2 separate regions of the Anas platyrhynchos genome follow, and region 1 is linked to region 2. The links are chromatin contacts, called in public Hi-C maps. All regions are on one chromosome and are shown on one strand. The core of a region is the stretch at or near the end of the contact, and the rest is flanking DNA. Distances in the headings are between cores, read along the strand shown. Region 1 overlaps LOC101797052 (protein transport protein Sec24D). Region 2 holds the start of LOC101797414 (glycerol-3-phosphate acyltransferase 3).

Evidence for each region. A called contact is a pair of places that touch in the nucleus more often than the background predicts.
Region 1: a contact with region 2 is called in a Hi-C map of small yellow follicle, with 4 times the contacts expected there. The contact joins the enhancer-like site here to the promoter of LOC101797414 in region 2. A contact is called at or near these places in 2 of 8 Hi-C or Micro-C datasets (small yellow follicle and subcutaneous adipose tissue).

What each region holds. Positions count from the first base shown.
Region 1 is chr4:4,172,281-4,178,388 of IASCAAS_PekinDuck_T2T, forward strand. It overlaps LOC101797052 (protein transport protein Sec24D), which reads left to right. Exons shown (of 23, transcript XM_038178985.2): 11 at 1,952-2,076; 12 at 6,038-6,108. Among named protein-coding and RNA genes, the nearest start is that of METTL14, 49 kb to the right of the region's middle. Within about 2 kb of position 2,646, at least 4 of the 8 cell types and tissues checked have an H3K27ac peak or open chromatin away from gene starts, as enhancers often do. A contact at or near this core is called in small yellow follicle, where this site is marked.
Region 2 is chr4:4,083,191-4,089,391 of IASCAAS_PekinDuck_T2T, forward strand. LOC101797414 (glycerol-3-phosphate acyltransferase 3) reads right to left here and starts at 1,496. Exons shown (of 12, transcript XM_072036812.1): 1 at 1,268-1,496.

The sequences.
Region 1 (6,108 bases), core at 1,396-3,895, 90 kb after region 2:
TTCCAAGTCCACTGAAATCCCTGAGACTGCCTTTAGAGATTCCATTGACATCTGCATTAAACCCCAGGGTGGGAGAGAACTCTGGCTGTAATGGGGCATTATAGAAATAGTGTGGGATCCTTGGTGTACATCCATCAAATTTGGTTCAGCTTTGCTGCTTTCTGCAGCTAAGCTTTTGAAAATGTGTATACTGAATAGCTCCATTCGATTTTCAGTTTTCCCTATTGAGTAACCGATGTTCATCATCACAGTCTTGCTTTCAGTGCAGTGAATGTGCCATATAGTTTAAATGAGGGAGCTTCTGTGATAAGCCATCCAGCATGGTTTGTCTTCTTGTTCCATAGACTCAGCAGAATGTTACAAAAAATAAATCTGATAAAATCAGCACTCACACTGGCAATGTTAAGTCATTAAATTTTAGAGAAGTTAACGTTATTTTCTCATTTTGCTCCAAGTTAGAAAAGTTTAGTTCTTTTATAAATCAGTTTAAGACCAGAACTGAAAAGCCATTTCCTTTTGTGCTTATCAAATGACAAGGATGAATGGCTAAAAAAAGTTAATAACAGCTGTTTTGCATTATTGTGCTCCTGCTCAGTGGATGTGGCAAGAGCACAAATTCTCATTTCTGCCATATATTTGTTAGAAATTACGTAGGAATTCTTTATAAATAGAGATGTGCTACGAGAGTTCAGAAAGTAGCGTTTGATATGTTTTTTGAAACTAGAATCCAAATGCAAAAAACAGAACAGGTTTTAAAATTACTGTCTGGTTTTAGTTGACAAGAGTTAATCTTGATTTACGTGATTCAAATGAAGTGAGATCAAGGGTATAATGTTCAATTTTATGTGTTCTGAGGATATGACGATGGATAAGTCATATTTCAAGGATTAGATGATTTTTTTGTTATATGGAGTTTTCTGCAGATTATTTGTAATGAGTAAAATTTGGTAAGTGGTCAGAAGTCTTTATATGAAGGCAGTGAAATAGCATATGTAACTATAATGCAAAAGTTGTCCTGAACTTGACACCAGGTAATGACCACTACTCATCTTAATGAGAATTAGAAAAACTGAATTTAGGCATACGGCTAGGCCCATGATGATTACTGTTGCTATGTGCACTCTATATGATCTTCCTGGGCACATCAGTAAGCATTACATTACTTTGTTTATAAACAAAAATAAAACAATCATCATCTTGTTAGTTACAGAAGCTTGGTCAGTAGTGTATATGACAATATGTATGCTACTTAAATGTCTCTTATGTATGACTGTGGCTAAGAAGCTGTGCCAAAAGGAATCTGTACCAGTCTGAGTCGCTGCTCTGTATGTAGCAGTTGCATACATCGAGCATTACACTCTAGTGCTTTAATTATCTTACAGAAAATCAGCTTATTCCTGAAAGTACAGTTTTCTTATCTGTCCAGAGTGTACTGGAGCATGAGAAAGCAAGACAGAGAAGATGCTGATGAACAGTTGGTGGTGCTAGAGATTGCAGTATTTTAATTCTGGTTCAGTACCTAAGTCACATTTTCTGTTTCCAGATTGGTTAGAAATTGCTTAACAGTTTTTAGAGGCAAATGTTAACAAAAACTGAATTTAAGCATTTCTGTAAACAAAATGGTATTGTGTAAGCATATATGGAATACAGAAACAAATTTGTTTAAACACTTGAATTCCAATAGAAAATGCTAGTATTTCGTCTTATCTAATAAACTTTTATCCTTTACGTATTTTATTCTATTAGGATCTATTTTCCAGTAGTACAGTTTATTCCAAGGATGGTGCTTACCCAGGACATGCCATCTTTCTGTAATAATTACTCTTTCTAATTCATAGCATTTTTCAAATGACTAAACACAGTATTTAGATTGCCCTATGGTACCTTTTTGTAAATCTTTTTGACATAACAGGACACTGTCTAATTTTCTCTGTGAATATTTTTTCCATAGAATAACAAGCCTCCAAATCCACCAGCTTATATCTTCATGATTGATGTATCATACCGAAATATAAACAGTGGTCTAGTTAAACTCATATGTGAGGAACTGAAGACACTGCTAGATAAGCTTCCAAGGTAAAGAAACATACATGGGTTTTGCTTAATGTACCATACCGCAGTTTACAAGAAGCTCTGCATGTTGAGAGGTAAAACCAAGAAAGTACAAAAAATGACAGAACTTACAATACAGGTATTTTTGAGGTGGTAGTGACTAAATGGTAATTTAAAAATTGCTGGCAGTTTTTGAAAAATTAAGATTGATATCTGGGTTTACGATATGAACGGAAGGAATGCCTTGTACTGACTGAACATGTAGCACTTTCTTTTCTTTTCCTGTACTGAACTCTAGTGGTATTATCAGCTAAGTCCCAGCTTGTAGTTTTGACTTTATGTGCTGTGGTTCTGTTTACTGCAGTGCTACTGTTCTCGTTAGATTAAGCAGAGAAATACCACAAACCAGAATCTCAAGAAAGTAAAGTCTCTCTAAAGCCAGTGTTGGTAGGTTGTATCTTTAGCTCGTTTCTTTTTTTTTAATCAGCAGAACTTAGTTTCCTTTGTTGTGAGATTTTTCTGCCCTGCTATGTATCTGAGAGGTGAGCAAATCTTGTAGGCAACTGACATTCTGTTAAGTATGGCATGTTTGCTATGTCAGCATGTCCTGGTTTCAGTTAGAACAGAGTTGATTTTCTTCCTAGTTGCTGGTGGAATGCTGTGTTTTGGCTTGGGATGAGAAGAGCGCTGATAACACCCCGATGCTTTAATTGTTGCAGAGCAGTGCTTATACTAAGCCAAGGACATCTCAGCCTTTTGCTCTGTCCTGCCAACGGGCAGGCTGGGGGTGCAGTAAGAGCTGGGAGGGGACAGACCCAGGACAGGTGACCCAAACTGGCCAAAGGGGTATTCCATGCCATCTGGGGTCATGCTGAACAATATATAGGGGTGGCTAGCTAGGGGAGGGGGCCGGACTGCTCGGGGTTAGGCTGGGCATCGGTCAGCAGGTGGTGAGCAATTGCATTGTGCATCACTTGTTTGTACACATTATTATTAGTAGTACTATTATTATCATTGTATTATTATTACTATTTTCCTGTCTTATTAAACTGTCTTTATCTCAACTCACGGGCTTCACTTTCCATTTCTCTCCCCCGTCCCGGAGGGGGAGGGTGAGTGAACGGCTGCGTGGTGTTTAGCTGCCGGACAGGTTAAACCACGACACAGCATTAAATGTGTAGTAGTACTATTACTACTGATCTGTATTAATCACAGTATATTGCTTTAGTATAGTTTCATGTAGTTTTCAGTATATGTTTAGTGCAGTTTTCACTAATGAATAATGCTGACAGTTAAATGAAAGCAGTGGCAGTCAGACTGAAAAAATTAAGTAGACGAGGTGTTTATTAGTTGAGGCATACAAAAGGATTGAAGAGCATACAGAAAGAAAATGCATTCTGAATAACAGTGTTTATAGAGGGAGAACATGCTTAAGAAACAGAGGGAGCAAAGTGAGGAAGAGTGGGAGACAAGACCCTTGAGATGAACAGGGATATGTTAATCTTTTTATCATATGTGCTTGTCACATTTCACATATGTGATCTCTGTGCATGAAAGAGATTCCAGTTCAGGGTGGGGAGTTTGTCAGATGCCCGTGTAAGACCATCCCTTGCGCACTTTGTCGTTGAAGATTACACTGGAGACACGAGTGTTTGATATTGTCCTGCACATACATGTATCTCAGAGCTTTCTATCAGGATTGGTCATGACTCTGAAGATAATAAAAGGCCATGGGTATAGTAGCAAAAAACAATTGGCAGTTTCGGAACACCTGGTCTTGAATAGAGAAAGTAAAGGAAAAATGAAAGCAAGTGTATCTACATCACAAGAAGTAACATACACTTCCTCAGAAGCACTCTGTAGATATCTACTGCTAAATACCCTGTTTGCATGGACAAAGTTTTCACGTCCACTGAAAAAAGCAAGATAGATAAATAAAGGGCAGGCCCATTGGTTTCTTCAGAGTGATATGTTGCCTTTAAACAATATGAATTGAAAAATAATAATAATCAGGCACTCACTCCACCAGCATTTGTGGTGAAACTTCTATTTTGGTGCTAAGACGTGAACTTCACTGTGTGTTCATTTTCTGTTGCTGAAGAAAGACACCTGCAAAAACATTCTGCTGTTATCACATGAGGTGAAAACCCTGTGCTCAGATTTCCGGGAGCCCAAATTCTTTAAGAGGAAAGACTTCTGGTTAACAGAGCAATGTGTGTAACAAAAAGGCCACTGGTGTAGCGGCTTGTGGCAGGTAAGCCTGTGAGAATGGCTGAGAAATTAAAGCTAGCAAATAATGGATTAAGTTAGGTGTCTAGCGACTTTGTGTTAAAAGGGCTTTATGCTTCTGCAGATTTGCAGCACAGCAGCAAACATATTATTTGCTTGCTAGAAGTTTTAGGGCAGGCGCTTTCAAATTTAGATGTTCTAAACCAGAACACTAATTCTCTGTTTAGATAAATAGAGAAATGTGTTTACAGAAATTCTGCTCTTGACCTCAGAAAATCACGCTATTTGTACCAGTATGATTTTTTAGACATATAACTTAAAAACATTTGAGTGCATTTGATTCAGACATCTCATTCTGAGGCACTAAAAAGAACTAAGTGTGTTAGCCACACAGGCAGTCAGCTGCTGTGTTTGACAAGTGACCTTTGAAACAATGATAGAAGAAATCACATTGTATTGTGTACACTGCCACACTGTAAGGAGCAGTGTCTGATGAAATTGTCCCACATACCTGCTGTGTAACCTGCTGTGTAAAAGCGTTGGAACCAGTAGGATGATGCGGCTATTGCTCCTTGAAGTAGGAAAGTGCTGTATGTGCCTGAAGTTAGGAATAACTTGTCCTGAATGCTCCCTGTTAATCACGTTACTTAGAAAATAGTAGTGTCTGATTGCTAGGAGTGATTAGAGACTTGCATTCAGAAAGGATGCATCTATGTGAGTTGGAGGATCTCAGAGAGATTATTTAAAATGCTTCTTTACAGAATGTGTTCATATAGAATATTGGTTTGTTTTAAATCAAAAGTAGCTCCTTTCTCATCCAGCGGTTTCCACAAAACAGGAATGGTGGCTTAGTGTTCTTTATTGACATGCGTGTTAAAGATCATAGACGTGAAAAATCATTTCCCTCCCAAGCTCAAGGTTTTAGGTGAAGCTTGTAAAACCAAAAGAATGTGCTATTTTAGAAGTAATTAAGACTGATTTTTGGAATTTGACTTAATAAACTTAGGGCTGCAAACCTGGTCTCACTAGTTTTATTAATGATGCTGCTACTAATGACACAGTAGCTAGTGCTTAGGGGAGTTACCTCCTGCAAAAGAGCTCCTGAGCTCACTGCTCACAGTGTTCTTGCAGGTGAGGTGTAGCTCACAGCGGCAGTTTGTGAGCTTTAGCTAGCCTGGGAACACAGCACGAATAACAAAAAATTTCTACAGTACACTTCCTGTATGATGCATAGTTATGAGGGATCCAAGACCTTTTGCTGCTTAAAAGCAGTCCTGCCAAAGCAGAAGATTGGTGACTTTCAGGCTTCAGTGCCTCAGACATTATTCAAGCCTAGTAACTGCTCTCTCCAGGCGCTGATCATTAGTGTCACTGAATTACAGTGTATTCTAAATAAAGCTGATTTTCTGATTGTGTTTTCTAAAGGATTGTCCTGTTATCTCTTTTCCATGTTTTGCAGATATAGTCTATTCTTTATCTTACATATTCTAGCCTGCTTGAATGGGACGCACAGTTGATAGGGGTGACTTTAAGATATATATTAAAAAATAAAATAAAATTACAACAGTTTATTTAATCAGGTTGTTTTAATTTGACTGGAGGCAAAGACTGGGGCAATTACATCTGGTTGGTTGTTTGCTTTGTTGCTCCCAGTACAGATAATGATCTGAAAGCAGCCCCGCATTTCAAAGTAATGCCCTTATTGCAAAGCCAGAGTTTCAGAATTTTAACCACTTTTTTTTTGTTTTTCTCACAGAGAAGAGCAAGAAGAATCCTCTGCAATTCGAGTTGGTTTTGTCACTTATAACAAGGTCCTCCACTTCTTTA
Region 2 (6,201 bases), core at 246-2,745:
GAACGAACACTCCTCAAGTCAAAATCATTTTGTCTACATGGCACTGATCTTATCCACCCAATAAGTGAAGCAGGTATATCTTCAGACTCTTCACCTCAGAACCCTTCTCATTTTATTGAAATATAATTCATATTGACATATATACAAATAAAAGAGAAACCTGTTATATGTAAATACATTAATACAACAACGTAACACATTTTAAAAGTATTAAAGATTAGTCTATTTGTAATACATGTTCTTTATTATAAATTGCATCTATTTATGAAGAAACAGATCACAGAACTGCACCTGTACCTCCAGAAGCAGATCTAACCACATCTCCCAAAATATATTATTTCCTCCCGTATGCATCCCAACAGCTCATACTCCCAGACCAGCAGGCCACCATCATCAGCATGCTGTCAGCTGCTTCTCTGTATGCCGGCCCAAGACACTTCAAGTCACTTTTTGCTGCTGCATTTGACAACGCTATAGTGACAATGAGATAAGAATTAAGCACGATGAACAGCAGTTTGTCACAGGTAAAAGCAAGTTGGTCAAACAAGGCTATCTCACTAGGCCATCTGCACGCTCCTTCAGGCAGACCAACCTTCACCTCATCAGCTCCTGCTATCCATTCTTAATCCCAGCAGCAACTTGTTTTTGTAGCCTCAAGTTATTCTCACACCGTTGACGCTACATAAGAAGAGATCCGTCCCACACGCTCAGAAAACACCTCAAATATGCCCATTCTCACCAGGAGCCTTAAAACACATCTACTGAAGAGATGCCATTTTGATTAGGACATTGGCACTTCTTCAACGATTTTAAAGAGAAGGACCCGTTCACTTTCTCAGTACTTTTCTTTAAAGTACCATGGATCTTTAAGGCACTGAAGCAATTTTTAAGCGAAGACCTCGGAGAACAAGACCAAGCGTGACAAAGCCTCTTCACCGTGACAAAATACTGATGTACACCGCACCCCCACGGACCCCACAGGCGATGACTTCACCTCCCCTGCTCACCATGGGGGTGCAGCCCTCCCTCCTGCCCACGAGGAGGGGGCCCCACCAGCCGCCATCTCCTCACGCCCACCCCCCCAGCCCCACTCCCAGGCGACAAAATGGTGCCGAGCGCTCTTCGCACCCCGGCGGGCCGCGTGGCCGAGCCGGGCTCCGCTCAGCGGGCACCCCCCTTCAGCCAGAGCACGGAGCGGAACCAGGGGCACCTTCACCCCCCTCACAGAGCGCAGGAAGGGGCGACGAGACGCAGCCCACCCGCCTACCTCCAGCGTCTTCACCAGCACCCACATGTAGGCCTCGGAGATGCCCAGCGAGACGCCCAGCGCCGAGGGCAGCACGATGAGAGCGAGCACCATGGCGAGCCACGCCGCGCCCAGCCGCGCCGCCAGCCAGCCCAGCTCCTCCATGGCGGGCAGCGCCTCCTCCCGCGCCGCCTCCGTTCCCAGGCCAGCCGCTGCCCTCCGCCGCCCTAAAGCCTCACGGCCGGCCCCGGACCGCCCCCGGACCGCCCCCGGACAGCCCCCGGGACCGCCCCGCTCCGCCCGGCCCGACCCCGGCGCCCCGCCGGCGGAAAAACGGAGCTGGAGCCTGAGGCCTAGCCCCGGCCCGCAGAGCTGCCTCCGGGAGGGACGCACAGACTGTGAGGTGATGCAGGCTGCACTTTTTGGCTCTGGCACGGTGTGTCCTGCGTGAGGCACCGCAGCTCTGCATATGACTCGCTTCTCCCACTCCTTGCCTCGCCTCGCCTCTCTATGTGATTCCTCCAGGGACGATCGCTGGTGCAGCATCTGTGCACGGCCACCGCCAAAAGCAGTCTCCCGCTCAGTCCGAGGATGTCAGCCAGCACTTAAGGCTTGTTTTCCCCCAAGTGTTTAATTGTGGTCGCACCAGAGAGCCCCAGTCCGTGCCACGCACACTTTAGTACAAGAGTCCCTGCGCTGCAGAGCCGCAGCTCAAGCGCTGCTCAAACATGTCAGGGCTACAAGGACAAGTCGGGTAAGAGTGCTCAAAACCAGAAAGCAGTTAGGAGCAGAAACTAAAAAGAGGACACTATTTCTGGAACCACGTAGTATTCACTACACATTCGACCTAGGGTTACATTCAAGATTTGTGTTTTGTCTGTCCCTTCACTGACAGGATGACACACAGGGCAGTTATCACTCACCCATGAATCTCAGGTACACATGGCAGAGGCCAAATGTGTTGTTTACTCGGGGCATCAGGGAGCTGAAATCTCTATCCAAAGGAAAGGTAGCAACAGTGCAGTGTATCTCGCTCCTCAGGTAAATAATGTGTGTGTGGACAAGAATCTCTCATGCAGATTTCATCTCCTTTACTTTACAATTGCCTCACTCGGATAGTAAAATCTAACATAACTGTAGAAAGAGTTGCCATATAGATACACCCATGCAACACAGATTTTTTGTTTGTTGACAGAACCTTCAAAACTGAAAATAATGGATTACTTTGATCCAGTCAGTGTCCTTGTTAACCAGTGTTTCAGTAAAGCACAAAAAGTTTGAAATGGGTACAATGTCTGTCAAATCTGATGCCATGCACCAAAGTCAGGACTTGCAGAAAGCAGAAATCCATCCATGTCCCTTAAAGACCAGAGGACAATTCGGAGACCTATTGTTCTAACATTCATTGCGAGGAACTGAGGTGTTACTTTTCCACCATAATGGTGTGGCTATTGTACTATCCCCCACTCCCCTCCGTCCTGGCCGACATCAGAGGCAGCCAGATTCTGGCAGCTCTATAAGCAAAGACTAGAAAATGAACAGTCGTCACCAGCATTTGTTCTTTTTCTCCAGCAGGGAAGATGACTGCTGGGATCCCTGCTGTCATTAAATGACAATGGGAAAAAAATCGGTAGTGAAAACAAATATTAAGGTGCAATTTCAGGCATGTCCACTCTCTATAAACTTAACCCACAGAGGCAAAAGTGAACATGTCAACAAAAACTACTGCATCCAGGTTGCCCTGTAACCTTACCTGAGTAATTCACAACGATGTTAAGGTTAAATTGGAGAAAAATCATTTTTCTTGTTGTGCTCCTTAAAGTACCTTCTTCTTTGCCTAGTACAGCGCAGAGGGAAGATGTCTGGTAACCTGACATCCTCCTTGTAATCACAGAGCTGCTGTCAAAGTCCTGTAGTGAATGTGCTGAAGTTTCTTATTGCTCTTTATCTTGCATTCCTTCAAACACCAGCTAGCTGTTGACTGCAAAAACTGTTGACTTATTTAAAACAAAAGAGTCTTTGCCAAGTGCCCTTTGTCTTGTAAAAAAGGTAGAGCAGTTATAAACCACTCATCATTTATCTACTGATAAAGTAGTTTAAAATTAGTGCCACCATTCCTGCTTTTTTCTCTCAAGTATTGGGACCATACTTTCAGCATGGGCAAGAACACTTTCTAGTAGAAAGTGCAAAGTATGAGAAAAAAAGATCCTATGAGACTATATCAGTTTTTATAAAATTGGAAGAAAACATTTTCATAAAACCTTATATTTTGACTTATTTCACACAGTGTGGAAGGCTGAAGGTGAAATTAAATGTCTCACCTTTATCTAAACCAGATTCTCCAAATGAATCCAAAAACTTTGGGTGTGTTGACTTTTTTTGAAAAATCTTTCTGGGAACTTATGAGATTTCTTAATTTTTGTTCTGTAAATAACAGCACTAATCTATTTTTATGACCGTCAGAAGAATGTATTTACATTTCTTGCTTCAAAAGCCCTGTATACATAAAATGTAATTGTGACAGTTAAACTGAATCAAATAATAAGAAAAATCACATACAACGTTCTAGTCAGCTGTAGTACAAGCGTTTTCTGAACAATTTATTTTTACATTCCTTTCGGTGTAGTTATTTTATCCTGCTTGATTACCTGTGCCTGTAGAGTTTGGCTTTGTGGTGTGTAGCTGCAAAATGACTTTCCAGGAGCAGGGAAATGCTATTGAACTGACTCGGGACAAGCATCCAGACAGAGCTGCCTCATTCAGCATCACTCTCCCTTTGCAAAGTCATTGCACGGATTTCTGGCTTTGGGTGGGTCAGATTTGTTAAGAAGTAGCTTTTCACTTGTCTCCTGTCACTAGAGCCAGGCAGCTTCAGAATATTGTGAGAAACACTCTGTAGCCAATAACATAGGCTGAGGCAAGGATCTCAGTGAAGCAGCAATTTTATTCGCAATTGCAATGGCGGGCGCCCCACAAGCAGGAGAGTGCACCTACTAGTTCCAAAACACAGTTTATACACTTTTTGATGGCAGGACCCTGCCCTGTTTCCCCACTGAGTGGGTAATCCAGGTTCATAATCTATCTGATGCTTCACAGATAATGCATGGCCTTCAGTTGCCAGCCTGTTAAATTTCAAATTTATTTTGACTTTTTTTACTGTTTGAAGTGGTAATGTTTCTTCACTTATCTGACTTGACACTGCGATTTTCACCTAATTGTTCTAAAGAGTCTGGTTGTCTGCATTTTACAAGGTTGCCTGCTAAGTTTTCTGATCACTGCAAGCATACCTCAATACCACATTCCTTACCTTTAAACAATGTAACTCTGCAAAAACAACATTTTTATTCCCACAATATCAATCAGCTTCAGATCATTTAAATATCTGTATTTTATGTGAAATAAATATGGTCCCTTAGAGCATAGTTGTCTTAGTGCGACTTTTTATCTTGTGCCATTTGGTAATGGCAGGTAGCCAGTGAGCCACTCAGGGGAATTTCGCACTCTTGCATTTGTCTTCTGATTGCAGGCAGGTCGTGCTTTCTCTCCACCATTTCATTTGCTATAATTCACTGTAAAAACTGATATGCTTTACACACTGAGGAGTCAGATGATTTCAGCTTCAGTTTATAGCCTGGAACCAAACTGGCATTTTACCTTCTATGAATCTACCTCTGATTCATGTTGCACTGACAATACAGATGTGATATACGGAGTAATAATTCGTGTCAAGAAGGTGGTTGATGTTAATAAAGAAGGGGGAGATGTGTGAGTGTGGCCATGGGGGTTGACAAGACCCAGGGTTGGTGATAACATCAGACTCTTAACGATGAGGCCATCAGGAATGTGAAGAGTTTAGAGGGAACAAAGAAGGGTGATTCAGGAGATGCCATGCCATCTGGGGTTGCTTGTTCTCCAGCCATCAAGGCATGGAAGTTGCTGGGTGTCTGCTGGTTGCTGGACAAAGTTGTTTGACCAATGAAAAGTTGTTTGAAAAGGACTGCTGTGGGGTGAGGGGTATAAGAGGGGAGCCTGCCCTCAAGATGAAAAGGCAACACGATATAATGAAGTTATGTCATCAATAAAGAAGCAGAAAGAAGGAATGAATAGGGACAGGCTAGCAGAACAGAGACCAGGACGGGAACAAGCACATTGCTCGCCTTATGAAGATCGGTTCGGCCAAACTCAGCAAACTGCTCAGAGAAGCTCGTACTGAAAGTTGCTGGAAATGGGCGCACCGGAGCTGGGAAGAAGCTCAAGCTGAGAGAAGCGGAGCCGTGCACACAACTGCCCCTCGCTGGTAAGCAGCTGCACATTATGGGGAATCATACGTCCTTAGGAACAAAGACTGGCCTGGTAACCTTACAGCTTATTCTCTTTATTAACAGACAATCCATGATCCTGAAATATGGGACCAAATTGAGGTCAAGGTGTGGGACTCTGCAACTAAAAACGACAAGGTTGCAGTGGGATTGCTCGGCACCTGGCGAGCAGTCTCTGAGGCCTTAAAGAGCCGTGTGGGACCACAGTCAGAAACGTGGGGTTTGCCAGACAATGAGGGAGCTGCGGGCACGTCCACCGATCCTTCTGCTACACCATGGGCCCCTCTGCTACTACAGCCATCGCAGGCCTTTGCTGTTCCACCCCCTGGTGACCTGGACATGCCTTTTGACCCAGGCCCTATTGGCCTTGAAAAGGTGACGGAAATGTTTCCCTCCGATCCGGGAGAAACGGGATACATAAGGCCCGAAGGCCGAGTTGCTTGACAACTTAAAGCGAGACATATTGTTCCCACGACTAGCCCTGGAATTCTCCGGTGTTTGTAATCGAGAAAAGGAATGGAAAATGGAGACTGTTATATGATCTGAGAGAAATTAATGAAGTCATGGAAGATATGGGAGCACTTCAACCAGGATTACCAACTCCAACTATGCTCCCCAGGCATGGACAGTAGTAGT